Regions from separate parts of the Mus musculus genome. Here region 1 is linked to region 2. The links are chromatin contacts, called in public HiChIP or PLAC-seq maps. All regions are on one chromosome and are shown on one strand. Each heading gives the region's core, a stretch centred on a gene start, on an enhancer-like site or on the middle of the called end of the contact. The rest is flanking DNA. Distances are from core to core; before and after follow the strand shown. Region 1 overlaps Gm34974 (a long non-coding RNA gene). Region 2 overlaps B930092H01Rik (RIKEN cDNA B930092H01 gene).

Region 1 (6,475 bases), core at 1,450-3,949, 580 kb before region 2:
CTGCACTCATTGGAATTTAGTTTTGATGTGAGGACAGGTCTTTTGGGAACTGAGTACCATCCTTGTCTCAGTCTTGTCCTTCCTGATTCTCCCGGGATTCCTGAGTCCAACAGAACATTATGTAGCCTTGCCATGGCTGGCTTGACAATGGGTCCCCAAGGCAGGCCTAGGCCCCCATCATGGGACTTCCACATGGAAGTCCCATATGTTGGTAGGAAGACAGGATAGATACATGTGACTTGAGTGAGGATGCTGGGGTTAGGAGGAAGCATTCTTTACTGTAACCCTAAGGTATCACTGCCCCTGAGAATTATCTAGAGTGCAGTCATTTCCTTTGGTTTCTTGTGTCCAGGCTGGGCCAGCAGCCACTCTTATACTTACCCCTAATCTGGGTATCCCAGGCATCTCCCTATTGGCCTTTCCCTCAGGCCATGATTGACTGGACAGCCTGTTAAATGCTGGAACATTTCATCGGAGATAGAGGCTCATCTCACTCAGAGGGTTGGGAGATGAAGAAGCTCAGGAGTTGAAGGCTTGGTGCCCAGCTGGTAGCTTTATTGAGAAGTGATCTAGAGTGGGGAGGGACTTGCAAGGTGACTGCAGTCAAAAGTGCTTTCTGCCAAGCCTGATGACCTGAGTTCAAATCCTGAGACTCACACGGTGGAAGGAGAGAAGTGTCTCCTGTGAGTTGTCATCTTAGAGCCACGTGTGTGCTGTGGCATAAACACACACACAAATGAAGAAGATACACAACTTAAGAAACAACTGGGGTCTGAGATGGCTTATGCTGTGTCTGCTGCTTCATCCTAGGCCAGAATGGACAGGACCAGCTGATCTTGGACTGACACCTCTGAGCCTGTGAGCCCAAACAAATCTTCCCTCCATTCAGTTATTTCTCTCAGTGATGAAATTCTGACCAATTCAAAGTAAGGCCAATCCTTGCCAAAGTGCACAAGATACCCCAGGGATCTAGTGAAGGTGCATATCTGATTCAGGACGCCTGGCCAAGGTCCCAGGAGTCTTCATTTCAGTGAGCTTTCTGGGCCATAAATCTGCAACTAGAGAGTCTCTTGGGAAATGAGGTGCCAGTTGGGTGCCACCTCTATCCTCTGAATCCATTGTATTTGTCAGGGTTCTCTAGAGTCACAGAACTTATGGGTAGTTTCTATATAGTAAGGGGATTTGTTGATGACTTACAGTCTGTAGTCCAACTCCCCAACAATGGTCAGCAGCAGCTGTTAATGGAAGTCCAAGGATCTAGCAGTTGCTTAGTCCCACAGGCAAACAGGCAAAGAAGAGAGAGTCTTTTTATGTAGGTCTCCAGCAGAAGGTGTGACCCGGATTAAAGGTGTGTATGACCACGCCTGGATCTGGGACTTGCTTTGTCCTAGATGACCTTGAACTCTGGGATCTCCTTGCCTTAGTCTCCTGGGATTCATAGCCACTATGCCTCAAGATCTCCATGCCAAGATCCAGGTCAGAAACTTGTATCTCCCAGCCTCAAGATGAGGATCACAGATGAGCCTTCCAATTCTGGATTGTAGTTCATTCCAGATATAGTCAAGTTGACAACCAGGAATAGCCACTACATCCATCTACCCACACCCTTTTAGAGTGACCACTGCCCTGGTTTGCCTGGCACTGTCTTGGTTTTCAAACTGTAAGTCCCACCTCCCAGAAATTCCCTTAGCCTTGGATAAGCCAGAACCATTGGCTATCTTCTCTCCTTCCCTCTGCCCAGCATCTCCTTCCTCCCCAGGCCTTTCCTCCCCATACCTGCCTCCTGTTCACTAATCACTCGCTAGTGGGTTGCTTTTTTCCCTGAGACAGGCTCTTCCTATGAATTCGGGATCTTCCTGCCTCTACCTCTGAAGAGTTAGAGTCACAGATGTATGCCGCCATGCTTACGTCCTTAACACTGCTCGATTTCACATTTACTTACTTATTTATTTACTCATTTATGGGGGGACTGTCAAGAGTAAAACACAGTTTCTACGAGGAGGTCCGAGGACAGTTTGGGGGAGTTGGTTCTCTCCTTCTATTATGTGAGTCCTATCTTTAACATCAATCATCTTTATCCACTGAACCATCTCACAGGTCCCTCCTTTGACTTTATTGGGCTCCCCAAGAACTTGAGTCTGAGCTGGTATGTGTGTATCGGGGTCACGTGGGAGTACTTCAGGACTTCTGATAAACTGGAACTTTCCTCTCCTAAGGAGTGTCTGTGATCCCCCGTGCAACCTCGGTGGTTGCAATAGCACCAGGCAGCTAGTAGCCTCCTGCTTCTTAGCCCTTTGTGTGCATTAGGAAAAACTTCAGCTGCAAAGTTGGATTACAGAGGTCTGGGGTGGGCCTGAAAGTCCGTGCTCTGAAAGCTTCCGGATGAAATTCTGGGGTTTGGGGGGGCAGAGTGAGAGCTTCTTTGTAGAGAGAGAAGAGCAGGTGGGAACACCCTGGGCTCTGAGAAGGGTATTCCGCTCTGGGGTGATTGTGTGGACAGCCAGCTGGCCCATCAGACTGATTGACTCCAAGATGACAGTGGCCCAGATCACACTTACTTACCCTGTTCTGTGGCTTGCAGAAAGTCCCCCCCCCCCCACTTTGATACACTGTCTCTACAGCTGGCTCCAATGAGCAAAGGATTTCTCTCCAGAGCTGGGCTCTGTTTGTCTTTGCACCTGCTCCAGCAGCTGTTGCCCACGCTCCGTTAATGGCACAAACGAAGTCTCTAATGGTGGGGCGTAAGTCTTGGTTGGCAGTGGGGCTGGGGATGTGGGATGTGCAGACAGATGGGAACTCCGCCAACTGCTGGGATCCAGGCTGCACTGCCAGCCAGACTGCCAGCCAGCCAGCCAGTGGGTCAGCTGGCGGGATAACCAACTTGGAAGTGTTCACCCTCCCAGGCATCTTTGGAACACTCACAAGATGTGTATATGGGTTCAGCCTCTGGAACGCCCGTCTTGGATGACACAGGAAGACCTGGACATACCAAGGACTTCAAGAATGAGACAGGGTGGGGAAGGCGGTAGGCAAAGTGCTTAGTGCACAAGCGTGAGACCTAAGCTCCAATCTTCAGTATCCACATAGAAGGCAGGTGTGGTGGCATCTCTGTAGTCTCAGGGCTGGGGAGAGACAGGAAAATCAGTGGCCAGCCAGTGTAGCCCAAATGGGGAGCTCCAGGTTTGATGAGAGACCCTGTCTCAAAAAAACTAAGGTGGAGAATAATAGAAGACACAGATGTTGACCTCTGGCCTCTATGTGGCCTCTCTCTCTCTCTCTCTCTCTCACACACACACACACACACACACACACACACACATCAGTAGGACTTTTGGTGGACTGGAACTATTTCTTCCTCTCACAAAGATTCTGATTGGCTTACACAGTGTCTTTAATTTGAGACAGTTGCTCTGACACCAAACATTGTACTTATTCATTCGGGAGTTGTGAGGTAGGTGGGCATAGTGGCTTACACCTTTGACTCCAGCACATAGGAGGCAGAGACAGGCAGATCTCTGTGAGTTTGGGATGAGTCTGGTCTATAATGAGTTTTAGGCCAGCCAGAGTTGCACAGTGAGACCTTGTCTTGAAAGCAAAACAAAACTGTGTGTGCACAGACTGCAGGATCCGCCTTTGATAAGAATTCTTGAGGACTGTCAGGGCTCCCACTTACCAGAGCTTCTGATGTTTAGAATTTCTAGTTTTTAAAGATAAACAATATGTCCTAACCCACCAAGATTACCATTGCTGAGCTGATATCAGCGGTTGGCAGATGCACTGAGCCCTTTTTTAGGTTAGGAATGTCATTTGACTGTGTCCCATGACATGGTTGTGTTTGTCACCGATGGAGCCATTGGGTATCACTTGGTTCTTGTGTTCACCGTTCTCTGATTTCTCTTGTCAGGAGAGCTTCATTTGGACCCACTCTCAGGCATTGTGACTTCATCCCTTGTGCAGAGCTGTGAGGTAGAATTCAGACCCAGCTAATCAGAGATTCCCCTGGCCAAGGTGGTTGATTCTGGATGGTCATATGACCCAAAGAGAGTAAGTCACGTCTTGGAATGAGATCGCTCCCTCTCTGAAGGATGGGAAGCTGAGGAGGAACTGAACGGATGATGGAACGGATACTACAAAAGACAAAACTGTCTGCCTATTGGCTGCTCAATCTACGAGGCTGCATGTCCCAGCACTCATCTGGCCTGGACTGCCTGGGGGATTCCTGGAGAGCCACTGGTCTTCAGACCATATCAGAAGACCCAATAAGCTGGGTTCTGACATCAGCAATAGGTGGCTTCAGGGAGGATGTCGAGGTAGATGTGCTCATCAACAGGAAGCAAGGCAGGCAAATGAGCATCATTGCTCTCCCCTCAACATCAGCCTCATATCTGGGCGCCACCCACTCTAGGAGTGTCTTTTCTCTCCTCTGTCAATCCTTCTCAGAAATGCTCTCATAGACTTATCTGCTCAAAGACCTTAGTTGATTTCCTGATCCTACCAAGCTAGCTATTGCAGAGGGTGTAAGACCAGAAGTGACCACTAGAGGACACTGTGTCTAAGAGGTTTGCTGGGCGGTTCCCACCCAAAGTGGGCAGGAGCTGGAGTTAGAAACCAGGCTTGCTCAGGCATACAACATTTTTTTTTTATTTCAGTGAGTTTGAGCTGTTTGTGTGCTGCTATGTGCAACTTGAAGTGTCATAGTTGACATAAGAGCAAGTGTCCTTCATATTCCTGCTTGAAACTCAAGAGGGCTTGATCTGTGAAGGAGGTGGTAGCAATTTCAACCAGAGGGCTTTGTAGATCTGCTATTAGATGGCTGAATGCTGGTGGGTTTTCCTGGGGAGATGGTCTATTGCAGAAGATCTGGAGAGGAAAGGGATGGGTATCAGTCTGTGCCATACAGATCTGGATCTGGAGAGAGACAGAGACAGAGACAGACAGAGAGAGGGAGAACGAGAGAGAGACACAGGGAGAGAGGCACAGAGGCAGACAGAGACAGGAGAGACACAGAAACAAACAGAGAGACAGGAGACACACACACACACACACAGAACAAGAGAGAGAGAACGAGAGACAGACAGAGAGAGAGAGAGAGAGAGAGAGAGAGAGAGAGATCTGGATACAAAATAAAACCAAGCACCAGCCACCAGCACCTACAAACCAGTCACCTTGAAGGAAGCTTCCCTCAAAAGCTGTAGTGTGGTAGGTGGTATCACCCCAAGTGACCCAGGTGGAAGAGAGGGCTGCTTCCTGTCACTTCCGGTGTAGAGGGTTGAGTTAATTTCCTGCCCGAGGCTCCACTGCGGCTGGTTTCTACAAGTCCCTGTGTTTATTAATTCATTTACGCAGTTAACCCCCCCTCTTTCCATTCCCCCCTCACGTCTCCAGCAGCCATTCCAATAAGCTTTCTTACTAACCTGTTCACACACAAAATGATCCTACCTCGAGTCTTAAATGGCTTATCAATCACAGTCCTAGGTCTGAGTGTTTCCTTCCCCTGTGGCTTTAAGATCCATCAGGTCGCCGCGTGCACGTTTGACCCCTCCCTTCCCTTTGCCTAGCACACACACTTCAGATCGGGCGTCCCCTGCGTCCTCTTCTGTGCTCTGAGCCTCTGAGCTCTGCTGCCCAACTCCCTCTCGCAGGTCAGCTGGAGATTGGAAGCGTTCCTGTGGCTTCAGCTTGGAGGCATCACCAAGGTGGCCCACGGGTCGCCCCTGTGGAAGGGGCTGGCCTATGAGGACAGCAAGACAAGGCTGCCTGTCAGTTGATGACAACCCACAGAATTGGACCTTATGGGGCATGAATTTGAAGCTATAAATTCTGAGTGACTTTCTTAGGTGGCCATGGGTCACTACACAGTCCACAGAGAGGGGTTGTCAGGTTGTACAGTTCCTGTGTCATTGGTGTTTGGAGAATTAATCTGTGCTTGCACGTGTGCAAATACACACACACATGGATGTATGTGTTCATAGGAGAGCCTCAGTTGACATTAGGTGATGTTCACCTTTTTAAAAAAAATGTATTTATTTTTATTTTACCTTCATGAGTGTTTTGCGTGCATATATGTATGTATGCTGTGTGTGTGCCTGCCACCCATGGAGGACAGAAAGGGGTGCTGGATTCTTTGAAACTGGAGTTACAGATGGTTGTGAGTTGCCTGATTTGGGCACTGGGAACCAAACTCTTGTTTTCTGTATGAGCAACAGATGCTGTTAACCACTGAGCCACCTCACAAACCTTGCATGCCGTTTTTTGAGACAGAGTCTGTCACTGCATGCATGGCTCTGCCTGCAGTTGTCTCCCCTGCCCCTTCCGCAGATCTGGGCTTCTGAGGAAGCTCCTGTGCTGTGCAGGACAAGGTGGGTAGCTTCATAACCCACAATGATCCCTGTTTAGTGAGGGCTGCAAAACAGAGCTGAGCCTCCTCCCTGGCACCATTTCGCAGGGGCCTCCTGTTTCTCCGAGGCCCCACATT
Region 2 (6,405 bases), core at 2,551-5,050:
GGGGTAAGCAGGAACCCTTCCTGATTGTGAGTTGACGATGTATCTTCCTCATAGACTGTCACAGACCCAGTCCTTGATGACGCATGAGTGAGTGGGTCAGAGCATTCACACACCCAGACACGTAGACACACAACACATAGCTACACAAGATACACACACAACACACACACACACACACACACACACACACACACACACACACACAGAGAGAGAGAGAGAGAGAGAGAGAGAGAGAGAGCGCAATCCCGCTGTATGCAATGCATTGTGGGAGCTGTGGGTGCTCTAAACACACTCAGGTCTGGCAGGGGAGCCATATGTACTGCCAGCTGAGCATCAGGCGCCAAGGGTAGATTCTATGCAGGTGTGGTGGAGGCTGAGAGAGATCACAAGGGGATGCGTCTGAATTAAGTCAGATGGTCTGGTCAGCTATGAAAGAGTCTGTGTGGAGCCCCTAGGGCAAAGTGGGTGTGGAGCCACATTCCTGGCACTGGGAGCAGGTTAGGCCTGGAGCTTCAAAGCTTACAAAGCAAGAATGGGTCAGGTCTGGATGGAGGAAGGAGCCCCAGGAGCCTGGAGGGCAGGCGGCTGTGCGGCTGGGAGCACGTTCGAGATCTCCTTTTTTTTCCCCCTAGCATGATCAGGAAAAAAAAGGCTGTATCTAGGCTGTATATTCACACTTTGGTCAAAAACCTTCAGGATGCGTCATCCAGGAAGCCCCTTCAGGCCGAGGTCAGACCTGGCTGCCATTCGGAAACCCAAATGACTCCCAAAGCCGGAATTCAAAGATCCCACCCCCTCCCTGAGCGGCAATTCAGCAGTCATGCTTAGAGCCCAGGGGTGTGTAGAGCAAGCGAGCTCCAGGTGTTGCTGGGGCAACCCTTTGGCTACTGCACTGCAAAATGAATGGTACTGGTTCTGTTTGCTCACAGGAAATGCCCTAGGCTGTGGTCAGCTGGAAGGTCTGCTTCTCCTCAATCTAGAAACTTCTGGGACTGTCTTTGGTGCTGAGAGTCCAAGTCTAGGAGGTGTGAGCAGCTGCGTCTCCATCTCCCTGGACCAAGCCATGCTCCGATGATGATGATGATGGTGATGGTGATGATGACCTGCCTCTCGAGGCCTGAGCTGGCTGCCTTACTTAGGTTTCTATTGCTGTGATAAAATACCATAACCAAAAAAACAGCTCGGGAGGAAAGAGTTTAATTCAGCTTACAGTTACATACTCAGTGCCTCACGGAGAGATGTCAGGGCAGGGGTGGAAGCTGGAATTCTGCTCACTGGCTGATTGTCCATGCTGCCTCAGCCTGCTTTCCCAGACACCTAGGATCACCTCCCACAATGCACTGGGTCCTCTCAATCAATCACTAATTAAGGAAATGCTCCACAGGCTTGCCTACAAGTCAACCTTATGGGATGTTTTCTTAATTGTTCTCGTCTCACCGCCAACAACAAAAACAAGGCCCAGAAAGCAGCCAGGTGGATTACTTTATGATGTGTTGGGGACAGGTCTAAGGAGAGAAGTCCTGGTCTCCAGTCTCTTATCTAGAAAGCAGGTAGAGTTTATATCATACATCACACCAAGAAGCTCCCAGAGTGCATATTGGTACCTCTCTCTTTGCTGCAGGGAGAGAGAGAGAGAAGGAGAGGGAGAGGGAGGGGGGGAGGGAGAGAGAGAGAGAGAGAGAGAGAACAGGAAAGACCAAATAAAAACAACTGTAAGGTGGAGGGGTTTATTTTGAGTTACAGTTTTGGGGTAGAGTCCATCATGATGGGGAGGTCATGGCAGGAGAGCCTTGAGCTAGCCAGTCAGATGGCATCCATGGTCAGGAAGGAGAAGGGGTGAATGCTGATGCCCAGCCTGCTTTCCATCAGGCAGGCAGGCACAGCAACCCATGGGATGGTGCTGCCCAACCTAGCGTGGGGTCTTCCTCCTTCAATTAACTCAGTCTAAACACTCCTTCTTCACTGACATGTCCAGAGGTGTGTCTCCAGAGTGACTCTAGAATCTGTTGCCAGTCAAGAACCTCACAGTGGTACACGGGCATGTGCACACACACACACACACACACACACACACACACACACACACAGATCAACAGACCATGGAAAACGACCTAGGATTGGTTACGACCACAGTAGGTCGTCCATTCCCTTCCTCTCTGACTGTCAGTTTCCTCAATCTGGAAAAATTAAGGGATATAGATTAGATGGTTCCTTCTGAGGGAAGCCTGAGGGACCTTGCTGGTAACCGCACCATCATCTGATTAGTGTTCAATTTAAAGCAGTTAATAGACAGCTGGAACTTTGCAAGGCTGGCCAATTACTAGGCGCGGCTGGAGAGCACAGTGCCAGAGAGCACGCTGGGTCCTTGGGGACCAGTCTATATATCAGGGTGTCATCAGCCACTCCAGGGACCTGCAGTATGAATAGCATTGCCGGAGGTTTCGCGCAATGCAAAACAAAGGGAGCTCTCCCGCAGCAGCTCTCTAGGGAAGTAGGACACTCAGAGGCAATTTCCTGGAGTCCCCACCAGGCCCTGGGAAAGCTGAGCAGTGGTCTGGGAGCCTGGCAGAAGGCTGTCCCTCCTCCCTCATCACCTTTCCCTGGGCTCTGCCTGCTGCCTGCTGACAGGACCCAATTAGCATCCTTCTGAGAGGCTGGCAAAGCAAACAAAGAGGAGAGGGATCCCCAGGAGAGAAGACCCTGACAGTGCAGGTCCTGAAGGCCCGAACACAGGCCTTGGACTCAGCCCAGCCTGGAATCCCAGAGCTCCACTTTGCAAGCCCTGTGACTCAAGATAGCGCAGTGGCTTGTTGGAGAAGCAGGTCTGTTTGGGCTTCAAAATTAAGTAAGAATGAGATTTATGAAAGCCATTGAAAGGACGAAAATACGGAATTCACTGGGACCTCCCTGGCGCCAGGCTGCAGATATAATCTGTAGCTCAGGGCATGGGGGGGGGGGGAGGTACTGAGTCTGGGATCTGTGTTTAAGTCTCTGCGACTGGCTGGTGCACCCCTGAAGACGAGTCTCACCTCTCTTGGTGTCTTCATCTGTATCCTGAAAACACTTACAGTGTTTCCCCCAAAGGAATGAAAGAGAAAAGTGAAACTGCCTGGCTGGGAGGGGGGTGGGACTGTGACTCAGAGAGGGTGGCACTACTTTTCTCAGCGCCCAAGTGACTGCCTCAGGTGTGTGTCACCATGCCACCTTGGGACAGCCTGACCAGGTTTAGAGGGGTGGCACTTCCAAGTCCTGGATGACCCACAGCAGCCCGCCTGCCCAGCGGTTAGCTCAGGAAAGCCTCAAATTATACAATTTATGAAACTCGATCCAGTTTTCCGTCTGGAACGTGTGATTAGAAAGATTACACATTGCCTGTTGCAATTATGGTAATGTTGATGTGTGGACAGATAACTGGCAGCGGAGCTGTTCTCAGCCATCTATTTATAGGCTCGGATTCTTGCTATCTCAAGGCAGACATATGGGCCATGAAGGCAGGCGACAAAAAAAAAAAAAAAAAAAAAAAAAAAAAAAAAGCCAGGAGGGGGAGCGTGAGCCTCCCTCGGAATGAAAAGACACCAAAGGAAGCCGTAATTAGGGCTGGGACTGGCTTATGTAAATCAGGTAATACTTTCAAAACAGACACGAGATCCGGTTTTAATAAAGCACATTGGAACAAATGGCGGAATAATGACTTTAATAAATCTAAATACAAATATTTTGTTTCGTCTCCAAAATGAACAGCCCTGGCATCTGCCGAGCTTGGGCCCGGGCGAGGGGCGGCGCTCAGTGTTACTGCATTCTTACGCTCCCTCAGCAGGCTTGAGGATTTTAATTTTTAGCCTTCTGCTAAATTACACGGGCTGTCAGTCAACTGTGGGAGATATTTTGAGTAGCGAGATTTATACAAACACACAGAGCACACTCAGAAGGCTCTGCACAATATCTTTTACACCAACCCAGCATGTAAATCACAGGTTGTTCCGGGCCTTGAATTACAGCTTTTCTGGAGATAGACTGCAGAGACATCATTCACCAGTAGGAGGGATCTGGTGGCACTTTCTCGATGCCCTTCTCACCCCAGTGTGAATCAGAGGCTGACTAGGAGAGTGTTCTTTTGCACTTCCCACCCCAGCTCTGCTGCCTGCGCCTGCGGTTGTTGATCCATGAGGCAAAGAGGCTGCCCGTGTGTGCTCTGATTAGTTAAATAATGTTGTCCTGGACACAGACCGATCTCTTCAAGTGAATAAGACTAGGCATGATGGCTCGTGCCTATAATTCTAGCACTTGGGAAGCAGAGGCTAGGTGCTAGAGGATCTCAAGTTGGAGTTCAGGCTGTGATATAAGTGAGTTTAAGGGCAGCCTGGACGACTTCTTGTATGCTGATGGACAGCTCTGCGGTAGGCAGTCCTGTGAGCATCACTTCCTCTGGTCTTCACTATACCTAAACACCCATGCTTCACTCACTGACATTTTATGTGATATATTGTTCTTCTTTACTTAATAGAACTAGGTTTTGTTTTATGTATGTATTTCTCATGCTATTTTAAACTACTGTCCTCAAGTCTATGGATTCTTTTTTTCAACAGTTTTTTTTTTCTTCTTCTTCTTCTTTTTTTTGTTCTTCAAGACAGGGTTTCTCTGTGTAGCTCTGGCTGTCCTGGAACTCACTCTGTAGACCACGTTGGCCTTGAACTCAGAAATCCACCTGCCTCTACCTCCCAAGTGCTGGGATTAAAGGTGTGCCTCACCACTGCCCCGCCAAATCTATGGATTCTTAATATAAAGGCAACACACATTTCAAATATGTCTCTACCCACAAGGTTTTGAGTGGTCCAATGATTCCGCTTACGGAAGTTTGTTCCTCAGAGTAGTAATGTTGGAAGGTGATGGAACCTTCAAGAAGCGGGGCCTCCAGAGGTAATTTATTAGGTTATTAGGTCCTGGAAAGGGTCTAATGGCATCCTCATGGAGTTAGTTCTCTAGAGAGGACATTCTTAGAAAAAGAACAGGACCACCCACTCCACTCCTTAGCTTTCTGATTTGCCACTCAGGCTCTCTGTCTTGCATGCACTCTCGCCATGACACCCTTTGCCATGATGATATAGCCAGGGAAGCCCGGGACAGAACCCTCATCATGCTGGTTGTACTTCCTAAGTATACTTCTTCTCTGTGTATATTACTCCCCTCCCCCACCCCAGGTATATTGTAGCAATGGAAAAAAAAAGCCCAATACTACACACATGGGAACTAGGATTAATGGCCTGTATTTGGGAAGAGCTAGCCTTTATTCTGTCACATTTTGTTTTGTGTTTTTAAACAGACAAAGGTTGTGATGGCAATGTTCTTAAGCAGCCAAAATAGAAATCTGGTGACCTTATGCCACTCTCGTAGAGGCCTGTGAAATCCAGCAGCCAGGCCTCACTCACCCATATCCTCATGTGATTAGAGTTTCTGCACTGCAGGGCAGGGCTGAAGGCATTCAGCTGTTTCTCCTCACCTACATCTATTCACAATCCCCTCTCTACTCATTTCTTCTCTCTTGTTTAACCAGTTCTTTATACATTTGTATAACTGTCCATGCATCCATCTCTCCACCTATCATTCCATTAATCCACCCATCCACTATGCATGCACGCATCCACCCACCCACTTATCCTTCCATTCATCCACACACCCATTAATCCCAGCCACCTGCCCACTCATCTATCCATCTATTCACCCATCTATCTATCCACCCATCCACTCATCCACTATACATCCATTCATCTACCCACCCATCTATCCACCCATCCATCCACCCATCCTTCCATTCATCCTTCCACTCACCATCCATCCATCCATCCATCCAATCCATCCATCCACCCTTCCGTTCATCCATACACCCATTAATCCCACCCACTTACCCACTCATCCACCCACCCATCTACCTATCCTTCCATTCATCCACCCATCCACTATCCATCCACTTATCCATCCACTTATCCATCCATCCATCCATCCACCATCCTTCCACTCATCCACATACCTACCCATTCGTCCACCCATCTACTCACCCATCTATCTATCCACCCATTCATCTACCCATCCATGCACCCACCCATCCATCCATCCACCTACCCATTCATCCACTCATCTATCCACCCATCGTTCCATCCATCTGCTCTCTTACCTATCCACATACCCACCCACCCACCCACCCAACTATTTGACTTGCAGAGCTGCCCTTTCTGCTGCTCTGTCCTCCCACATGGCCGGCTGAGCACTCCTGTTTTTAAGATAGGCCCAGCTGGCAGAATCCCTCCTGCAATAGTCTGTGTCCTTATTAAAGCTGAGATTTCCACCCATCATTTGTTTATATGGTAGCTCTACAAATCTCTGTCTCCCTTCAGCTCTTTAAGAGAGCTC

Evidence for each region. HiChIP or PLAC-seq counts read pairs in DNA pulled down with a chosen protein or histone mark.
Region 1: an H3K4me3 HiChIP or PLAC-seq map of embryonic basal ganglia shows a contact between it and region 2, with 7 times the contacts expected there. The contact joins two enhancer-like sites. A contact is called at or near these places in 1 of 39 promoter capture datasets (the SN4741 cell line), 2 of 15 datasets of contacts at CTCF or cohesin (large pre-B cells and pro-B cells), 3 of 484 Hi-C or Micro-C datasets (bone marrow-derived macrophages, cerebellar granule neurons and gonadal supporting cells), 7 of 115 datasets of contacts at active chromatin or transcription factors (embryonic basal ganglia, embryonic stem cells, forebrain and 2 more) and 1 of 9 other capture datasets (embryonic stem cells).

The regions. Positions count from the first base shown.
Region 1 is chr9:61,858,460-61,864,934 of GRCm38.p6, reverse strand. It overlaps Gm34974 (a long non-coding RNA gene), which reads left to right. Exons shown (of 6, transcript XR_001779199.2): 6 at 3,905-4,758. Among named protein-coding and RNA genes, the nearest start is that of Gm34974, 37 kb to the left of the region's middle. Within about 2 kb of position 2,699, at least 19 of the 459 cell types and tissues checked have an H3K27ac peak or open chromatin away from gene starts, as enhancers often do. A contact at or near this core is called in embryonic basal ganglia, where this site is marked.
Region 2 is chr9:61,275,441-61,281,845 of GRCm38.p6, reverse strand. The region is part of intron 3 of B930092H01Rik (RIKEN cDNA B930092H01 gene); the gene reads left to right. Among named protein-coding and RNA genes, the nearest start is that of Gm51681, 4.9 kb to the left of the region's middle. Within about 2 kb of position 3,800, at least 141 of the 459 cell types and tissues checked have an H3K27ac peak or open chromatin away from gene starts, as enhancers often do. A contact at or near this core is called in embryonic basal ganglia, where this site is marked.